6 separate regions of the Mus musculus genome follow, and all the other regions are linked to region 2. The links are chromatin contacts, called in public Hi-C, HiChIP or PLAC-seq and promoter capture Hi-C maps. All regions are on one chromosome and are shown on one strand. The core of a region is the stretch at or near the end of the contact, and the rest is flanking DNA. Distances in the headings are between cores, read along the strand shown. Region 1 holds the start of Cxcl10 (chemokine (C-X-C motif) ligand 10). Region 2 holds the start of Cdkl2 (cyclin-dependent kinase-like 2 (CDC2-related kinase)). Region 3 has its middle 18 kb from the start of Art3. Region 4 overlaps Parm1 (prostate androgen-regulated mucin-like protein 1). Region 5 holds the start of Nup54 (nucleoporin 54). Region 6 holds the start of Art3 (ADP-ribosyltransferase 3).

Region 1 (2,700 bases), core at 57-2,556, 310 kb after region 2:
GGGGTGGGCATTTGGCAGCTTTACCCGTGACAGGTATAATAACTGCTCCACTTCTAGACACTAGGAATGTATGACCTAAGAAGGCACCTCAGTGTCTGTGTAAATGGAGAGACAAAGGCACATGCCGGTGCCATGAGTTTAGGGCAGATGCCCCACAGCAAAGCCCAGGGCAGGCGCTGCTCCCCAGACCACCATTTCCTGAAAAAGCAACATCAAACCTACCTTTTTTGGCTAAACGCTTTCATTAAATTCTTGATGGTCTTAGATTCCGGATTCAGACATCTCTGCTCATCATTCTTTTTCATCGTGGCACTATAGAAATAAGAGTGAGATACTCAGATTAACGTCAGGCCAACAGAGCTGATGGCCCTGCAGGTCCATGTCAGAGTTCAGGCACTGTGCCTTAGTTAGAGTCACAGACCCGTCCCTATCTTTCCTGGTTTCCCTCACTTATTTACTGTGTGGTTACGGGAGGGACGTTTATCGGCAGGTGGGCTTGTACTCACATGATCTCAACACGTGGGCAGGATAGGCTCGCAGGGATGATTTCAAGCTTCCCTATGGCCCTCATTCTCACTGGCCCGTCATCGATATGGATGCAGTTGCAGCGGACCGTCCTTGCGAGAGGGATCCCTGCAGGAAGAGAGGGGGAGAGCCAGGAAGGTCAGCACACGGTTTCATTTTAGGCACTTAAAATGGATGAGGTAGTGTTTAGCAGACCCTGTCTGATCTGTGGAGAGACGCATCCCATCGTATCATAGGGCTGAGTGTTTGAATATCTTGGTCATGGTAAAGAGAGATCTGCAACTTGTCAGTTACGAAATCCTGCATTTATGCACTGCTCACAGTATTGGTTAGGCTCAGGCAAGGAGGCATCCGTGCCTTACCCCATCCCACTCTTTCGCCCTTTCTCCTGACTCTCTCTTCCCTCCTTCTTCCTCCTCCCTCCTCCTTTTCTCCCTTTCTTCCCTTCTTCGTTCCTTTGCTTTTATTCTATTTTTCTCTGACTTCAACCAGCCTATGATAAACTCTGCAAGCTGAAGGGATTTCTTCCTGCTTCCCTCTTCTTTATAGGTACACACATTAAAGCTTAAATACATGCTGTGTTTAGAACTGAGCTTAATCGTCTGACTTCTGACTTCGTTAATTAAATGGCCTTGGTGTCCCTTACCTTGAGTCCCACTCAGACCCAGCAGGATGAGGCAGAAAATGACGGCAGCACTTGGGTTCATGGTGCTGATGGGGAGGCTTCCGGAAGGTTGGCTCGGGATGTCTCTCAGCGGTGGATGAAGCGCTTCTCGAGTGCCGGCTGCTGAGGAGTATTTATCTGCAAAGAGTTTCCCTCCCTGAGTCCTGATTGGCTGACTTTGGAGATGACTCAGCAAGGCTCCGCAACCCGAGGGAAGTCCCCTGTAAACCGAGGGCATTGCTTGTGTTTATTGTGACCCATGAACTTGGAATTTCCCTCTCCCCTCTTGTGCTCCTTTTAATTTTTAACGAGTGAGGTAAGTTTCACTTTCCAAAGCGTGAGCTGTTTGAGAAATCAGATGCAGTGCCTTGCAGAATAAGTCTGGAAATGGCTTTAATTCTCATCTTCCTTCTCTCATAAATAAAACACAGAACTGATATCTAAGTCAGGTTCTAACCATGGTTTTTACATTTGTTGTGTTTACACTGTTTATTTTTGCTTTTTACTTCATATGCTTTATTATAAAATACTTGGAATAAACTTTAAAAAAAAATCACACGCCAAATTTAGCCAGATCCAAAGTCTATACAACTTAGTGAACAGTTAGAGCAGGCATTCAGAACAGAAGCCGGAAGTGTCACACTAATGTTTACAAGTTACAAGAGGAATTGCAAAGCTAATTGTTGCCCCGTGCTGATTCTCTCAGGGATGCTTTGATTGTCTTCTTTGTGAGTGTGTGGTTACAGGGTCAAGGATGAAAGTGAGTGTGGATGTCACTCTGCACAGCACCCAAGGCAGCAGATACCTGGGACCTGGAAGAGTAGGTGAGGTTACATAGATCTCGCATAGAGGTGACAGTGATGAAGGGGATGGAGGTGACTCATCCTGGGAATGGGACAGGAGCCTGGAGTGTACCGGTTCAAAACTTGACAACAGAGGCCAAGAGTGAAACCTGTACCCACCAACGGGAACTGGGAAACAGGAGCTGTCACCAGAACAGGAAGGGAGTTGCTGCTTGGGAAAGATAGAAATTTCTAGAGAGCAAAATCCACATTGATGTAGTCCAAGGACTAGAACAGAGCTAAGCTTTCAAGGGAGCAAATCACGGGACAGCCGTGGAATCTGGAAGGACAGACAGAAGGGAATGGGGGCAGAGACAAGCCAAGAGACTTTCGTTTTGCAACCTTCTGCTGGGAGAAGGCTACTGTGAGAGGACGCCATGAGCAGTCTCTCCCAACCTGCTTCTGCAGAATAGACGCTGCGCTGTAGGAACCTCAGAATTTTAGAGTGGAAAGAGGTGCTGAGCAGTTTTACATTAAACAATAAAGAAAGATACATGGTGACAGTTTTATTTTATTTTGTTATTGTACAAGTTCTCAGTCAAGATGTGAAGGAAAAACAGATTTGAGGATGTTAAGAAAAAACAGTTAGCAAGTGGATATATAGTCCCTTACTGAGGAGAAAAGAGTTTAGTAACTATTGCGTAGTGTTAAGCATCTGTTAGTCAAGAG
Region 2 (2,700 bases), core at 67-2,566:
TATTGTAATTGGCATCCTAGATATTTAAAGATGCAAAATGAACCAAATAAAAATGACCTTAATCATGTCTAAAAGGTTCTGAAACATATTATAACCTAGTATTATACAAGTGAACTAATCCAAATTTATTTTCCCAACCATGTAGACACACTACATAGAGCACACCTACTTGTTCAAGTGGGACTGTCTAAAATACCTTAAGAATATCATGGCCTAAAATATGCCTTGTTTCCTCAGTAACTTATAACCCATCAGTTTCTTGCCTTCTCACTCTTAAATCTATGGGTAGCACGTGGCATACAAAAAAGAAGTCTGGTGCGATGGCACTATAATAATTTAGGATATGTGCCATACAAGCATACTGTTCAAATACTACCAATGTTCTTTGGTTAAAATCAAACTGAAATTTCTTATACATAAAAGAACGAAATAACTGGGTTTTTACAAAGTATTATACTTACTATTTCTTCCAAACCCTTCACATGGAAAGAGCCAAAGGTTTTCAACTTGGAAACAAATTTAAGGTGATATGCATCTCGCTAGCAGATCTAAAAAGATGCTGACTAGCTAGCACACTAGCAATCCCAGTATTGGGATTTCCTCTGCGGACGCAATTACCGGTCCTAGGTGAAGCAGGCAGGGAGGCAGATTGGCTTCTGCCCTCCGCAAGCTCACACTTCCGAGGACTACGGGCCGCATGCTGCCGTCGTCAAGGCAACGACCTCACTCGGTCCCCAGCCATAGGCAGTCTCCAGAGAGAGAGAAAGGGCCCGAGTCAGAATGCGTCTGCGACAGGCAAAGACACAAGCACCTGTCAAGGACAACAGCTGCAGAGAAACGAACTGAGGAAAACAGAGCACCGCCGGCCGAAAGCCCTCGGGTCGCTCAGCTCAGGGAAGCAGCACCTCGCCAAGTAGCCCTAGGCGAAGGCGTTGGCCACCCTAGCTGCAAGGGGCGGCTCTCACCCGCCTGGTCCCGCCCCGCCTACGGCGGAGCCTCCCTGATCCTGATTGGCTGAGGCCTGTCGTCAGGCGTTGTGATTGGCTCTGTGCCACCCCGCCCCGCCCCTTCACCTGGAGCTCGCAGGTTCGCTCAGCTGACGGCCTCGTCCCCACACCTACGGTCTTAAGTTTGTAGGGACCTTTCTGCCGGCGCCAGGAGACCTCTGCTCTCAGGGGACCGCAGGTTGCCCCAGTGGCCACGAGGAGAGCCAAGGTGACGGTTCGCTGGGACTGAGGAGACCATGAGATTTCCCAGCTTGCCCGCCCGCGGCGCGGCGGGGCGCTGCGGGGCGCGGGCCCCACCCGGGGAGGTTCCGCCCAGCCGCGATTCCTCGCTTCCTTTCGGTTCCGGGCGGTGGACCGGAAGAGCCTAGTAGTTTATTTAGCCGAAATTGGTGGGATGAGATCTGTTGACAGACCTGACAGGAAAAAGGACCCTGGGACGCCAGCCTGGTAGGGAAAGATTTGGGGTGGAGCCCAGAGAGGACCAGAAAGCAAGAAAGGTAGGTGCTGACTGCAAGCGGCGCAAGCTGGAGCTTAAAGCTTGCCTTCAGCTTGAAGACTAGATTAGCCACGACAGGGCAAGATCGGAAGACCATTACCAAGCATATGCTGACGTCGTACGAGAAGCCGGGAAATGCTTTATCCCTCCTTATTAAGGGACTGAGATTGTAAGGCCAAATAGTTTTACTTGTATTCACCTATAGCCACACAATTTGTACTCAACTAAATATGTTTTTTTTTTTAATAGCTCGATCCAGGAAAGTATCCTTGATAACAGACACGTATATGCCTAGCCAGCACCCAGGGGTTATTCTTGCATAGTAAGGTGTAAGAGCAATTGTTTTATAATTTTTCTTAGTTCGGTACTGCATTAATCTCCCGGTGCTCAGTTACCATCATTCACCAAACTGCTTAAAATCGAGTTCCCGAACCTACAATTTTGAGAACCACCTCTGGAAACAGGGTATGGGTTTTTGGTTTTTTTGTTTTGTTTTGTTTTGTTTTGTTTTTTTGGGGGGGGGTTGTTTTTGGATAACCCAAGATGTGAGTTATAATGTAGCAATGAGCTGTGACCAACTTGAAGATAATTCCCATCGCTTTACTCTAGATTGTAACAAACCCCATGAGGTTTAAATAGAAAAATATTTATGAGTGTTCTGCCTGCTTGTATGTCTGTGCACTGTGAGCGTGCTTGGTGCCCACAGAGGTAAAAGAGGGCGTCAAGACCCCCTGGAACTGGAGTTACAGTTGGTTTCTGATTGCCGTGGGTCCTCAGGAAGAGTGACAGGTGTGCTTGGCCACTGAGCCATCTCTCTAGACATTCATGTGAACTTTTATGTACAAACAGGTTTATTAGGGTGGGAACCTCATATTTTACTTTTTTCCAGTTTTACAAAAAATAAACAGTTGAGTAGCAAAATTAGTGGTATACATGGGAACTGAAAGGACAAAGGCTATAAAAATGGTGAACAGGTGTTGCTTGAGAAAATATTTAAAAGTTGGAAATAACTGTAAAGGAACTAGAGGGTAGTCAAGAAGTACAAGTTCCTTTGGGAAATAGGGTAGTTCAGTGATGGCATGCTTGCTTGGACTGCACAAAGCCCTGGGCCCCACATCCAACAATTTATACACTAAGGCATGATGGTTGTGGCACAGCCCTCTAATCTCAGCCCTCGGAGGTAGGGAGCAGGAGTGC
Region 3 (2,700 bases), core at 115-2,614, 330 kb after region 2:
AAGCAACTGAAAATAATTTAAGCAAAATATTTTATGTAACTCAAATCATAAAATCTATTGCCTAATGAACAATAAATAAAGTGAGATTTTATTTATTTTTTGATTAAGTGTTCAAATTGGACCAATCGCATGCCAAAGACTTGGTGCTCATAGGTGCTTATTAACTGCCATACTGGACGGGAGGACCTAGTGAGTGCACGCATTGCATGTTTCGTGTGTCCTGGCTGCCGCGATGCTCACTCTAAAGTAGCTCAGGGTGAAGGACAACAGCAGGAACCATGATTTTGCTTCACAGAGCTGACGTTCCAGGTGGTCCCGAGCCCCCACTATGAGTGCTGAGAACTGAACTCGGGTCCTCTAGAAGAGCAGTTTGTTCTCTTAACCACTGAGCCATCCCTCCAGCCTCCTAAACGCCACGTTCTGTCCTCCCAGTGCTATCGGCCTCTTTTGTTGTTATTTCTCAAGTTGGACTATATTGGCCACCTACTTAAAAGTTTCCCATTGAATTTAAAGGAATATCCCAGGAAATGAGTCTAATTTCTGTCTTTTTTTTTTTTTTTTAAAGTATTATCTGTGTGGTCTACTGAGCTTTCTGTTCCTGTAATAAAACACTATGACTGGAAGAACCTGGGAGGAAAAGGGCTTATTTCCGCTTATAGGTCACAGTCTGACATTGAGGGAAGCCAGGGCAGGAGCTCAAGCAGGCCCTGAAGCAGGACTGTGGAAGAATACTGTTTCTCCTCCCCACTGCCTTGCTTCTCGCTCACTTCAACACACATCCCAAGACTTCTGAGGAATAGTTCTGCCCACAGTGGGGTGGGCCCTCCTCACATGAGCCAGGAATCAAGACAGACCTGACCACAAGGCAGTCTGATGGATGCAGTTCTTCAGTTAGGGTTTCCCTCTTACCAGGTCGCATTAGGCAGTGTCAAGTTGACAATAAAAACTTAGCCACACAGTGTGGTCCATGTGAGCTTTAGCAATGCTTCGAGATGACTTGTTGACTTTAAAACACCAGGGCTGAGGGTGCAGCTCAGAGGTAGAACGCTTGCCTAATGTATCTGTAGGCTCTATGATTGAGTCCCAAAATTCCCTGCATAGTTTCCGGATCTAAAGAGATGAATGCACGTCACCTAAGTATACCGTTAACTCTCCATTCAGTAAGTTTCAGAAATGCACAGGGACCCCCCCCCCCCCACCAAATGTCAGTGCCAAGGTCTTTCCTTCAGTTCAGTTGCGAAACGTGGACCAGAAATGGAAACTCTAACATCTCCTTTTATTAGAAATCAGCGTGATGTAACAGGATCCTGTTTGAGGTTATAGAAGACGGATGACTCACTCCTATGGAAAAGATTGCCAGAAGTCCAGAATAACGTGCCGGGACTGAAGAGAGCGATAGCCAAATGCAGATCCTGTAACCTTATGGCAGTACAACACCTGCTGTTCTTTTCTATAACAACACAGTCATCTTAGAGAGCGTAGTGAATTTTGTTATTGTTAAGACATTACCACTGTGATTTCCTGACATTACAATACTGACCCAGTAGTCAGGAAAACCCTATACACTGTGTTCAGAGTGTCTGTCAGACCCTGAGTAAGACCACAATGAAGGAAACAAATAGAAACTAGAAAGAAATCATAAAAACACAAAAGTCCACGAAAACACAGAAAAAAAATGTGCATTTTTTTTGTTGCCTAAAAGAACCCCAAAATGAGGGTGATTTTTGAAGAAGAAGAAAAAAAAAGTTGTTTCTGAACTTAAGCTTAATCTTCCTATAATTTGACATAGAAAATGTTTTCAAAACCCGCATTCCGCTTATGCTGTCTGGTATCTGAAATAGATCTGTCAGGGGGTCACATTTTATAAGCACCACTTCGTGTTTGATGTGTGCTGTCCCAGACATTACAGCATTGGGCATGCGCACAGGAAGGAGGGGCCGTTGCAGTAGTCCCCACTGTCTGACTGACCACCCCATGCTTGAGAGAACCATTATGAGTCATGGTTCCCTGCCTTGCCAGCAGGGACAGAGTCACAGCTGCGGCTCAGCTCACACACACAGGCTGTGCTGAACGTCTGGTGCTAAAGGGACTCACTTTAGTGTCTGAAAGGGAGAGGGAGAGAGACAGCTTTCAGCTCCCAGAGATCGGAGATTTAAAAAGCTGTTTATTTTGTGTGTTCGCATGTTCACATGTCATTGCGTACACATATATATGCATGCAGAGGGCTGAAGTTGATGCCGATCGTCTTCCTGAATTCCTCCATTTTATTGGTTTAGGTGGGTTTTCTTGCTGAACCCAGAGCATGCCAATTCCGGCTGGTCTAGTTACCCAGCTTGCCCTGAGGATATCCTTAAGGATGCCCTGGCACTGGGACTATGGGAGCTCTGTCACATCGGCCTGGCTTTTATGTGGGTTCTGGGATGTGGACTCCAGACCTCATCTCTGCCAGGCAAATATCTGCTGCATTGAGCCATGACCTCAGCTCCTGATAAACGGGTATTGAGAGTTAGATCTACTGTACCTGTTTACACTGTCTGGTGTCAGCTGTCTCCAGCTTGTTCCTGCCCTTAAGAGACTCTTATTGGCTGTGTTAAATCTACTGTGTGGTTTGCTCTGTTAAGCTGTGGGTGGTTTTGTTGTTGTTGTTTTGTTTTGTTTTGTTTTGTTTTTAACCATAACCCTAAATTGACTGAGTTTGAG
Region 4 (2,700 bases), core at 80-2,579, 510 kb before region 2:
GGGGGATTTCTTAGAGGAATTGGTGGTGTGGGGAGAAAATAACCAGAATATCTTATGTGAAAAAAACTATTTCCAATAAAAATTAAAATTATTTTTAAAAGAGCTCATAGAAAGGAGGTTTGCCAGGCCTCCCTGTTGGATACAGAGATAAGATCCACCCTTTTAACAAGTGACTTGGGATTCTTCTAGAGAACAAGGCAGTATGGGTAATCATGTCATGAAAGGCAAAGAAGCACATACATCATCCTTGGTGAATCAGTCTCTAGAAGGGAAGACCTGCTGAGTCCCTCCAGGACTCTGCTATTGCTACTGCCTCGTGCTGCACATCTCTCTCCACTGTTTTCTACTGACCAGAATTTGCCAACTTGAAAGCTCTCAGATTTCTTTGAGTTGCTTGAGTGTCTCAACCACTACAGAACAGATGCATGTCATAGCTTCATGCCCCTCCATTCCATGAACCCATGGGGCAAATGTTCAATGCTTGTCAAGTTGCACTAAAGAAACTGCAGCTCAGAGATGTGGAGTCCAAGATCTCACAGCTGGTTGTTGGCAGAAGGTAGACTCATGTTTTCATGTAAACATTAAATTCCCTGACTTCGAGGGTGGGAGGGAAGCCCTTCCAACCTTGCCCTTTCTCCTTCAGAGTGAGGTCTCAAAGGCTTATAGTCACTTATTTAAATGATATATTAACACAGATCAACAGAAAGACATTGTCCACTGCCACTCACAGGGATATAAATGATCACAGAGCATCGGCTTTCAGGAAAAGTAACACCTATATAGAGTAAACAGCCAATACATACAATATCATAAGCATCAAACATACAATGTCAATTGTGTGAATTTAGAGTTGCTCAAAGATGGGTACCCTACGGACCTAGAAGATACACACAAGACAGAGAGGAAGCTTGGCAGAGCCCAGTGGCCTGATGACACAGGAGCAAGCAAGATTTAGAAAGGAATTATAATTGCTTTGCAAAGATGCTTGCTATGTTTGCACAGTCACACCACCAGCACATTCTTAGGGAAGAAAATTCCACTCTGTCTAGTCGCGTGAACACAGCAAGGACTGTCTCCTGAAGACTCAACGAGTAGAGCTAGTGCTAACCTTTATGGGAATTTTTCGAGAAAAAGGCAGTCCAGGCAATCCTCTGAAAAAATACATTTGTTGGGGAAAGGGAAAAAAAAACGTTTAAGTTTTGTTTCTGTATAGGTGTGTATTCTTGTTTAAACACAAGATTGCTCTTGCAAACCACAGCTTAACCTTTGAAATGTATCATAAAAACAGCCTATAAACCAGCCTGAAATTCCGGCATGCATGTGAGTCAGGAGGGGAAAGTATTAAGGCTCCTTAGCTGCACACATAGTGAGTTGGGAACCAGTCCCGGGTGCGTGAGACTCAGTCTCAAAACAATAAAACGACAAACAGACAAAAATCAGTTGATGATATTGTTTTAAAAATACACAGTCATGTACATATCTCCAAGGTAAGTATAAATGATTCCTCCAAAACTAAAAATCAAACAAACCCTCCAGAATGTAGCAGGCCAGCAAATGACAGCTTTTGATAGCAAATTTCCTTATGGAGATGGAGGAAGGTGCCAAACCTAGTGGTTGTCATGGGTGGCCCCTCTCTCCTCAGCCTCACCAGCATCTGTGGTGTAAGGGATATATCAAAGGAGCTTTCCTTTCTGGGTTTTTAATGTCACTAAAAAAGACACTTTCCTCCTTTGAACTTGGGACACCAGAGATTTGTTCTGGTGTCACCAACTAAGACTAGAGTCATTCAGAAGGAAGTAGGCCCTCCTGGGGCACTGTCGTCTATTGTCTTCATTGTCCAGCAACAGAGGTTGCAAAAATCAGTCTGGTCCCTAAACATTACTCCCTGCAAACTCCTGGGAGCTTCTTGTCCCCCTGTCCATGCCAACCTGCCAAGCTTGGTATAAATATAAACTAGCTTATTGTCTTCGTTTCCTTGGGCTGTGTAATAAATTACCACAAAAAAATTGTATGGCTTTAAACAACAGCCATTTATTCCCTCACAGGTCTGAAAACTGGAAGCTGGAATCAAGGCTTCTGCTCTCTTGGAATCTTTCTTCCCCCTTCCAGCTTCTGATAGCTCGGGGTCTTACTTGGCCTATGCTTGCTTATTTATTTATTCCTCTTGATGGCAAAAGACTGAGGCTGTGTAGATCAGATATTTCTCCATCTCAATACAGTGGGGATTAAAAAACAGTATTTTTTTAATTTTTAAAAATTTTTTTAGGTATTTTCCTCATTTACATTTCCAATGCTATCCCAAAAGTCTCCCATACCCTCCCCTCCCCCACTCCCTTACCCACCCACTCCCACTTCTTGGCACTGGCATTCCCCTGTACTGAGGCATATAAAGTTTGCACGACCAATGGACCTCTCTTTCCACTGATGGCCGACTAGGTCATCTTCTGATTCATATGCAGCTAGAGACACGAGCTCCAGGGGGTACTGGTTAGTTCATATTGTTGTTCCACCTATAGGGTTGAAGATCCCTTTAGCTCCTTGGATACTTTCTCTAGCTCCTCCATTGGGGGCCCTGTGATCCATCCAATAGCTGACTGTGAGCATCCACTTCTGTGTTTGCTAGGCCCCTGCATAGTCTCACAAGAGACAGCTATATCAGGGTCCTTTCAGCGAAATCTTGCTAGTGTATGCAATGGTGTC
Region 5 (2,700 bases), core at 134-2,633, 390 kb after region 2:
AAGACTTGTTTCTCTTGGAAACACAAGGACAATAAGATGAAATCCCAATGAAATATGTATTAAAAAATGAAAAATGACTGCAGGAGTCCAAGAATCCCAGGGAAACGCTTACCTTCTGCTAAAGCTAATGTTTTAAAAAATATTCGGTTCCCAACTTATCATTTGGAAGCTGTGCTCTGTATCATTAAATGAAAATCCAACCAAGGTGCATTCTAATTCTTTAAGGCTTTCCAAAACCCACATCTTTTAAAGCAGCCAAAACTTTAAATATATTTGATTTGATCTTAGGAAATAAACCCCTTTCTTTATTAGACAAGTGCCATTTCTTCCCCCAAACTCTAGGGACATCGGAACATTCTTGGACTCCAGCCCCCATACTCGTTACACACATGACCCCAGTATCTACCTGCACTCGCCAGACTGTTACCAAAATTGAACGGAGTCGCCGAGGTAGTAGAAACACCGAAATTCCCAATATTAAAGTTCACTGCAGGGTTAGCGGTTAATCCGAAACCCCCAAAATTAAACCCACCGGCGGTGGAGTTGGCAGTCTCAAGCCCACCAAATCCTGATAGTCGTGGAGGCAAGAGAAACAAAAATTTGAAAAGGTGAGAGGAGGGAAAGAGAAAAGGAGAAGAAAGAAAGGTAAGAATTACAAGAATCAGCAAGAGGTTTCACAGCGTGAACAAACCTGACCTGCACCGGATCAGGGGAAGAAAGCCAAGGTGCGGACAGACAGAAGGAGCGAAGGGCAGCACGGGCGGGGGCCGAGCATCCCCCCCCCCCGGGCTGGGGAGGGGACAGAGGGAGCTGCGGGCAGCCTGGCTCCAACTTTACCCGTCTGGACCTTGAGGCTGAGACGGACGAGGGGACGCGGGGTCCCGGGAAATGAGAGGGGCGTAGCCTCCGGCCTCTCCTGGGCGGACACCCCAATGGCGGGAAGCACCGCGGCGGCCGAGCCACGCGGGTTGAGCGTGCTGTGCGAGCCCCAGGCTGAGCCTGAGCAGCCCGCGGCCCTCCCACCGCCACCGCCGCCGCCACCACCGCCACCGCCCTCTCCAAATGACTCCAAGGTGTCCCGAGTGCCAGGGCAACCCCGGGACCCCCCAGCCGGACCGATCGGATCGAGGGGGCGGGCCCGAGGCTTTGGTTCCTTGGAGGAAGAAGGTAGGCCCAGGGCTGACTCACCCGCCGGTGCCGCGGTGGCTGTAGAGGTGCCCGAAGTGCCCGAAGGAGCCCCAAAATTGAAAGCCATGTCGCGGGAGCAGCACTTAGATGGCCCCGGGCTCGCGCGGCGCGACGCCCAGTGCCCTCCGCTCTTCTGTCCGGCTGGGAACCGTCAGGCGGTCCGTACCATTAGTTCCGCCTCCTTCCCGGTCTAAGCGGAGCAGGCAGGAACCAAGCAAGGATGGAGTGGGTGGGATGATCGAACGGGAACGCCTACCACCGATCACTTCCGGGGGTGTGTTTGTGGCTTTCACGTGGTGTGGGGCGTCACCACAAAGGGGAAGTGATGAGAAGTTGGACATGGGGTGTTGTATGGTGGCTCTCTGAAGCCACTTTAGAGAAGTGACAGTGTGCAGGGACCGCGTGAAAGTACTGCCCTTACCTCTGAGGAGCGGTCCTTCCCGGAGGAAAGGAGGTTTGAGTAGATAAAGCAGTTGAGAAAGAGGCATTCGAGAGTGATGGAAAGATGATGGCGATGGTGGTAACACGTGTGTTAGCTATGTGGAATGCACGCTAGTAATTGTTTTTGCATATTTTTTTAAACCCCCAGCTGCGTTTCAGACAGTTTACTACTATTGTCATTGACCAAGAAGAAGGGCTGACCTCGATGAAGCAAATGGGCCCACTAACTGGTAAAATCTGTGCCCTGCATCGCACTTCTGGGGAACATTTAATCCTCAACTACACAGAGAAGATTTCTGTCGTTGACTAATTGGCACAGACGAGACAGGAGGACTGAGGATTAGAGTTGCAAAGCAGCATCCCCAAAGTCACTTCGCTGGTTTTTCTCTACTTAGCCCCGATTCTTTTCTCCTTTTAAAAATATTTATTGTACATGGCACTGTGTTACATTAGGACATCTTGATACAAGTTTATGTTGTATTTTGAATATATATTCCTACTCCTAAATTTTCTGTCTTCTCCCTGTCTCTCCCATTAGTTCCCTAGTAATTTTACTTCATTTTCCATGTCATATGATTTATGTGTTTAATTAAACCTAGGAATCATAAATGAATTTTTTTCCTTCTGTGACTGGCTTAATTCACTTAATAATGTTTATCTCCAGTGATATTCAGTTTTGTGCAAATGACAACATAACTTCCTTCTTAGGGCTGAAAACTCTTTTGAGTATATACCATCCTCTGTTTCTGATCCATCCCTCTGTTGTTAGGCAACTAGGTTTGTTAACAATTGTGACTAATGCTTCAGTAGAGATTGATATACATCTATGTGATAGACTAACTTGGAGTCCTTATAGACATAGCTGGGTCATGTGGTAGATCTAATTTTAGTTTTCTCAGGAACCTCTTTGCCCCATTTTGTGTGTGTGTGAGAGAGAGAGAGAGAGCACATGCATGTGTGGGAAGAGTGTATACACACATATGTGCACACGTGCCTGAAGGCCAGAGATTGACATGGGTGTCTTCCTAATTTACTCTTAATTTCTAATACAAGGTCTCTCAATAAATCTAG
Region 6 (2,700 bases), core at 131-2,630, 340 kb after region 2:
TGCTTGCCTTGTAAGTGAGAAGTTCTGAATTCAGATCCCCAGCCCACATAGAAATCAGAAGCCAAGAGGGTCCCTGGAGCTCACTTGCCACCCAGCCTAGCAAAGTCATTTTAGGTTCAGTGAGGAACCCTGTCTCAGAAAACGAAATGGAAAAAACACTGTGACCAAAAGCAACCTGGGGTCATCTTGTTCATCTCTAAGGGAGGTTAGAGCGAGAACTCAAGCAGGGCAGGAACCTAGAGGCAGGAACTGATGCAGAGGCCATGAAAGAGGGCTGCTTACCAGTTTCCTCATGGCTTGCTCAGTCGGCTTTCATTGTGGGACCACACCCACAATGAGCTGGATCTTCCCCAACCAATGAATTGTACTAGGCTAATGGGATCTCTCTCTCATTCTCTCTCTCTCTCTCTCTCTCTCTCTCTCTCTCTCTCTCTCTCTCTCTCATAGATTTGTTTATATGACTACACTTTAGCTGTCTTCAGACACACCAGAAGAGGGCATCAGATCCCATTAGGAATGAATGGTTGTGAGCCACCATGTGATTTGCTGGGAATTGAACTCAGGACCTCTGGAAGAGCAGTCAGTGCTCTTAACCTCTGAGCCATCTCTCCAGCCCAGGGGGCCAGGGGTGGGGGGTGTGTTTTCTCAATTGAGGTGCCCTCTTGCCAAATGACTCTAGCTGGCATCAAGGCGACAGAAAACCAGCCAGCATCTGTCCTTGTTCAAAGAGTGTTCTAGATGCTGGCATCCCCAGCTTCCTTCCTGCCAGTGTTCTCGGTTGGACTTTCATTGGCCTTCGTTTATCCTGAGCAGTTGTTACCTGATTGGGTCTGGGGACACACACATAGTAGTGACTGCCAAACCAGCTTCAGTACTGTGCTCAGCTTGTTTGTGTGTCTCAGTGCCTGGCGCAGTACCTGAACCGCAGTCAGCTGGTTGAGTGGTGATAACCATCACTGTTGACAGTGTTTAACAAGTGAGCCCCCTTGCTGTGGGTGTCATCTAATAGAGGACAGTCCAGCCTTCCCTCTAGCATATGAGTGTCAAAGGCTCAGTTGTTGGGAACTGACCACCCCGCCACCCTACCCACCCAGTCCCATTCCCCCAACTACACACACACACACACACACACACACACACACACACACACACACTGCTCCAAAGGAGTCCAGGGCTGGGTTCAGAACTGAGCATGCTCTGTGGCGGGGGACATTGCTGTGGATTCACAGACCTCTTGGAGACTTAGTGTTAACAGCAGTGGTTCCAGGGCAGAGTGTGGCGACCGACCGGATATAAATAGCAGGGCAGAAGTTGACTAATGAGCCACTGCCAAGCTACCACTAGGGGTGTTATAAAAAGAAAAGCATTCCCAGGCAGCTCACTGTCAACAACATCCTATCCTGGAGGGAAGTTCTCCACAGCAGAGTGGGAATCCGGTGTGAGACAGGGCATCATTTAAACTTCCTGCAGAGGCACAAACGCCAGGTAAACATTTTGATTTATTTGCACCCAAACTGCAGAAAGGAAGACCAGGGAAACCCTGGCCCACGGCTGGCTTGGCACGTGCTGCCCATGGGTATTCCTTAGACTTTTTGAGAGGGAAGTTTGACACAGAGTAGCATCTTAAAATAACTACAGATATTTTAATAGCTTTAGATAAAAGGACTGCTTTTGAAGACAGGAACCTGGGACCTGGATGGATTACAACAAGAAAGACTGCCCTTCCTTCCCCTATGCTGTTTATTATCTCATTCAGAATCCAGATGATGATGTTTGGTTAAAAAAAAATACAGGAAAATAGAGGCTTCATTTGAGTTACAGCAATGGCAGCAGCTTTGCTGGAGCATTATGTATGTGAGAGACCGGAGGCTAACAACCTGTGTCACTGGTTGAGTCGGTTAATGGCTCCGGATAGCTTCAGCCAGTGAGGATTCTTGCCCTCCTGTCTATCCCTTACGCTGCCACAAATACCGGAATGGGTATTGGGCGCCCAGCCAGGACAATGATAGAATCTTGTTAGAATCACTGCCTTCGAAGGGCTCCTGAGTCTGTTCCTATCGTCAGGACATTCCACACTGGCTCGACCTCTGGCTTGTGTTGATTGTGAAGAGTTGGAGGAGGGAGGTCACCTCAGGCGAACAGCTTTGTACTGCTGCTGACCTCATGTCTCCGCTCCCACCCAAGTGGGCATGCTCTAACTTGCAAAGCGAACGGAAGAGCGGAAGCTTCACATGGGAAAGTTTCTAGACCATTCTTAGAAACTGGGAGTGAGAATGAGAGCATGGTGGTTTTAGTTTGTGTTGTTTCCTGTGAGTGCTCAGGGGACATTTAGAGATTGGGAGGAAAAGGTCTCTCTGGAGGGAGAGGTCTGTCTAGAGTTATGTGGAAGTAGACTTGGAAGCACTAAAGTTCTCTGCAGTTTTGCATTGACATCTCTAGAACAAACTGTTAGACACCTGGATAACATTGAATGCCTCTTATAGTCATAGGAATGTATTTGATAATCACTGCGACTATCACAATATCTATCCAGAATGAAAAAATATGCAACATCACCTTATCCAGTTCCGTTTCCCTAAACCCTCTTTGTTAAGTTTACTGAATTAACGTTTTTCATTCTAATCCAGACGTGAAAAATGAAGATGGGACATTTTGAAATGGTCACCACGCTGCTGGCAGCCGCAGTTCTAATGGACATCT

Evidence for each region. A called contact is a pair of places that touch in the nucleus more often than the background predicts. HiChIP or PLAC-seq counts read pairs in DNA pulled down with a chosen protein or histone mark. Capture Hi-C pulls out chosen DNA fragments and counts their contacts.
Region 1: a contact with region 2 is called in a promoter capture Hi-C map of adipose tissue. The contact joins the promoter of Cxcl10 here to the promoter of Cdkl2 in region 2. A contact is called at or near these places in 1 of 39 promoter capture datasets (liver), 1 of 115 datasets of contacts at active chromatin or transcription factors (memory CD8 T cells) and 2 of 9 other capture datasets (adipose tissue and liver).
Region 3: an H3K4me3 HiChIP or PLAC-seq map of bone marrow-derived macrophages shows a contact between it and region 2, with 3 times the contacts expected there. The contact joins the enhancer-like site here to the promoter of Cdkl2 in region 2. A contact is called at or near these places in 6 of 39 promoter capture datasets (the 3T3-L1 cell line, the C10 cell line, hippocampal neurons and 2 more), 2 of 115 datasets of contacts at active chromatin or transcription factors (bone marrow-derived macrophages and memory CD8 T cells) and 3 of 9 other capture datasets (adipose tissue, liver and pancreatic islet).
Region 4: a FOXA1 HiChIP or PLAC-seq map of pancreatic cancer cells shows a contact between it and region 2. The contact joins the enhancer-like site here to the promoter of Cdkl2 in region 2. A contact is called at or near these places in 5 of 39 promoter capture datasets (the 3T3-L1 cell line, cranial neural crest, frontonasal cranial neural crest and 2 more), 4 of 115 datasets of contacts at active chromatin or transcription factors (bone marrow-derived macrophages, pancreatic cancer cells and stem cell-derived neural progenitor cells) and 1 of 9 other capture datasets (pancreatic islet).
Region 5: a promoter capture Hi-C map of liver shows a contact between it and region 2. The contact joins the promoter of Nup54 here to the promoter of Cdkl2 in region 2. A contact is called at or near these places in 7 of 39 promoter capture datasets (cranial neural crest, embryonic stem cells, frontonasal cranial neural crest and 3 more), 6 of 484 Hi-C or Micro-C datasets (CD4 T cells, CD8 T cells, embryonic stem cells and 1 more), 2 of 115 datasets of contacts at active chromatin or transcription factors (effector CD8 T cells and memory CD8 T cells) and 2 of 9 other capture datasets (adipose tissue and liver).
Region 6: a contact with region 2 is called in a Hi-C map of cardiomyocytes, with 1.7 times the contacts expected there. The contact joins the promoter of Art3 here to the promoter of Cdkl2 in region 2. A contact is called at or near these places in 5 of 39 promoter capture datasets (the 3T3-L1 cell line, the C10 cell line, hippocampal neurons and 2 more), 1 of 484 Hi-C or Micro-C datasets (cardiomyocytes), 1 of 115 datasets of contacts at active chromatin or transcription factors (bone marrow-derived macrophages) and 3 of 9 other capture datasets (adipose tissue, liver and pancreatic islet).

The regions. Positions count from the first base shown.
Region 1 is chr5:92,347,583-92,350,282 of GRCm38.p6, forward strand. It overlaps Cxcl10 (chemokine (C-X-C motif) ligand 10), which reads right to left and starts at 1,307. Exons shown (of 4, transcript NM_021274.2): 1 at 1,172-1,307; 2 at 507-633; 3 at 223-312. The coding sequence starts at 1,232. It also overlaps a transcript of Art3 not described here.
Region 2 is chr5:92,041,726-92,044,425 of GRCm38.p6, forward strand. Cdkl2 (cyclin-dependent kinase-like 2 (CDC2-related kinase)) reads right to left here and starts at 1,317. Exons shown (of 14, transcript NM_016912.2): 1 at 1,074-1,317.
Region 3 is chr5:92,367,282-92,369,981 of GRCm38.p6, forward strand. It overlaps a transcript of Art3 not described here. Among named protein-coding and RNA genes, the nearest start is that of Art3, 18 kb to the right of the region's middle. Within about 2 kb of position 1,365, at least 64 of the 459 cell types and tissues checked have an H3K27ac peak or open chromatin away from gene starts, as enhancers often do. A contact at or near this core is called in bone marrow-derived macrophages, where this site is marked.
Region 4 is chr5:91,531,977-91,534,676 of GRCm38.p6, forward strand. The region is part of intron 1 of Parm1 (prostate androgen-regulated mucin-like protein 1); the gene reads left to right. Among named protein-coding and RNA genes, the nearest start is that of Parm1, 16 kb to the left of the region's middle. Within about 2 kb of position 1,330, at least 16 of the 459 cell types and tissues checked have an H3K27ac peak or open chromatin away from gene starts, as enhancers often do. A contact at or near this core is called in pancreatic cancer cells, where this site is marked.
Region 5 is chr5:92,433,816-92,436,515 of GRCm38.p6, forward strand. It overlaps Nup54 (nucleoporin 54), which reads right to left and starts at 1,384. Exons shown (of 13, transcript NM_001359995.1): 1 at 1,189-1,384; 2 at 407-568. The coding sequence starts at 1,255. It overlaps Gm42114 (a long non-coding RNA gene), which reads left to right and starts at 796. Exons shown (of 2, transcript XR_880431.3): 1 at 796-1,167; 2 at 1,778-2,254.
Region 6 is chr5:92,385,507-92,388,206 of GRCm38.p6, forward strand. It overlaps Art3 (ADP-ribosyltransferase 3), which reads left to right and starts at 1,381. Exons shown (of 10, transcript NM_001370591.1): 1 at 1,381-1,485; 2 at 2,628-2,700. The coding sequence starts at 2,637.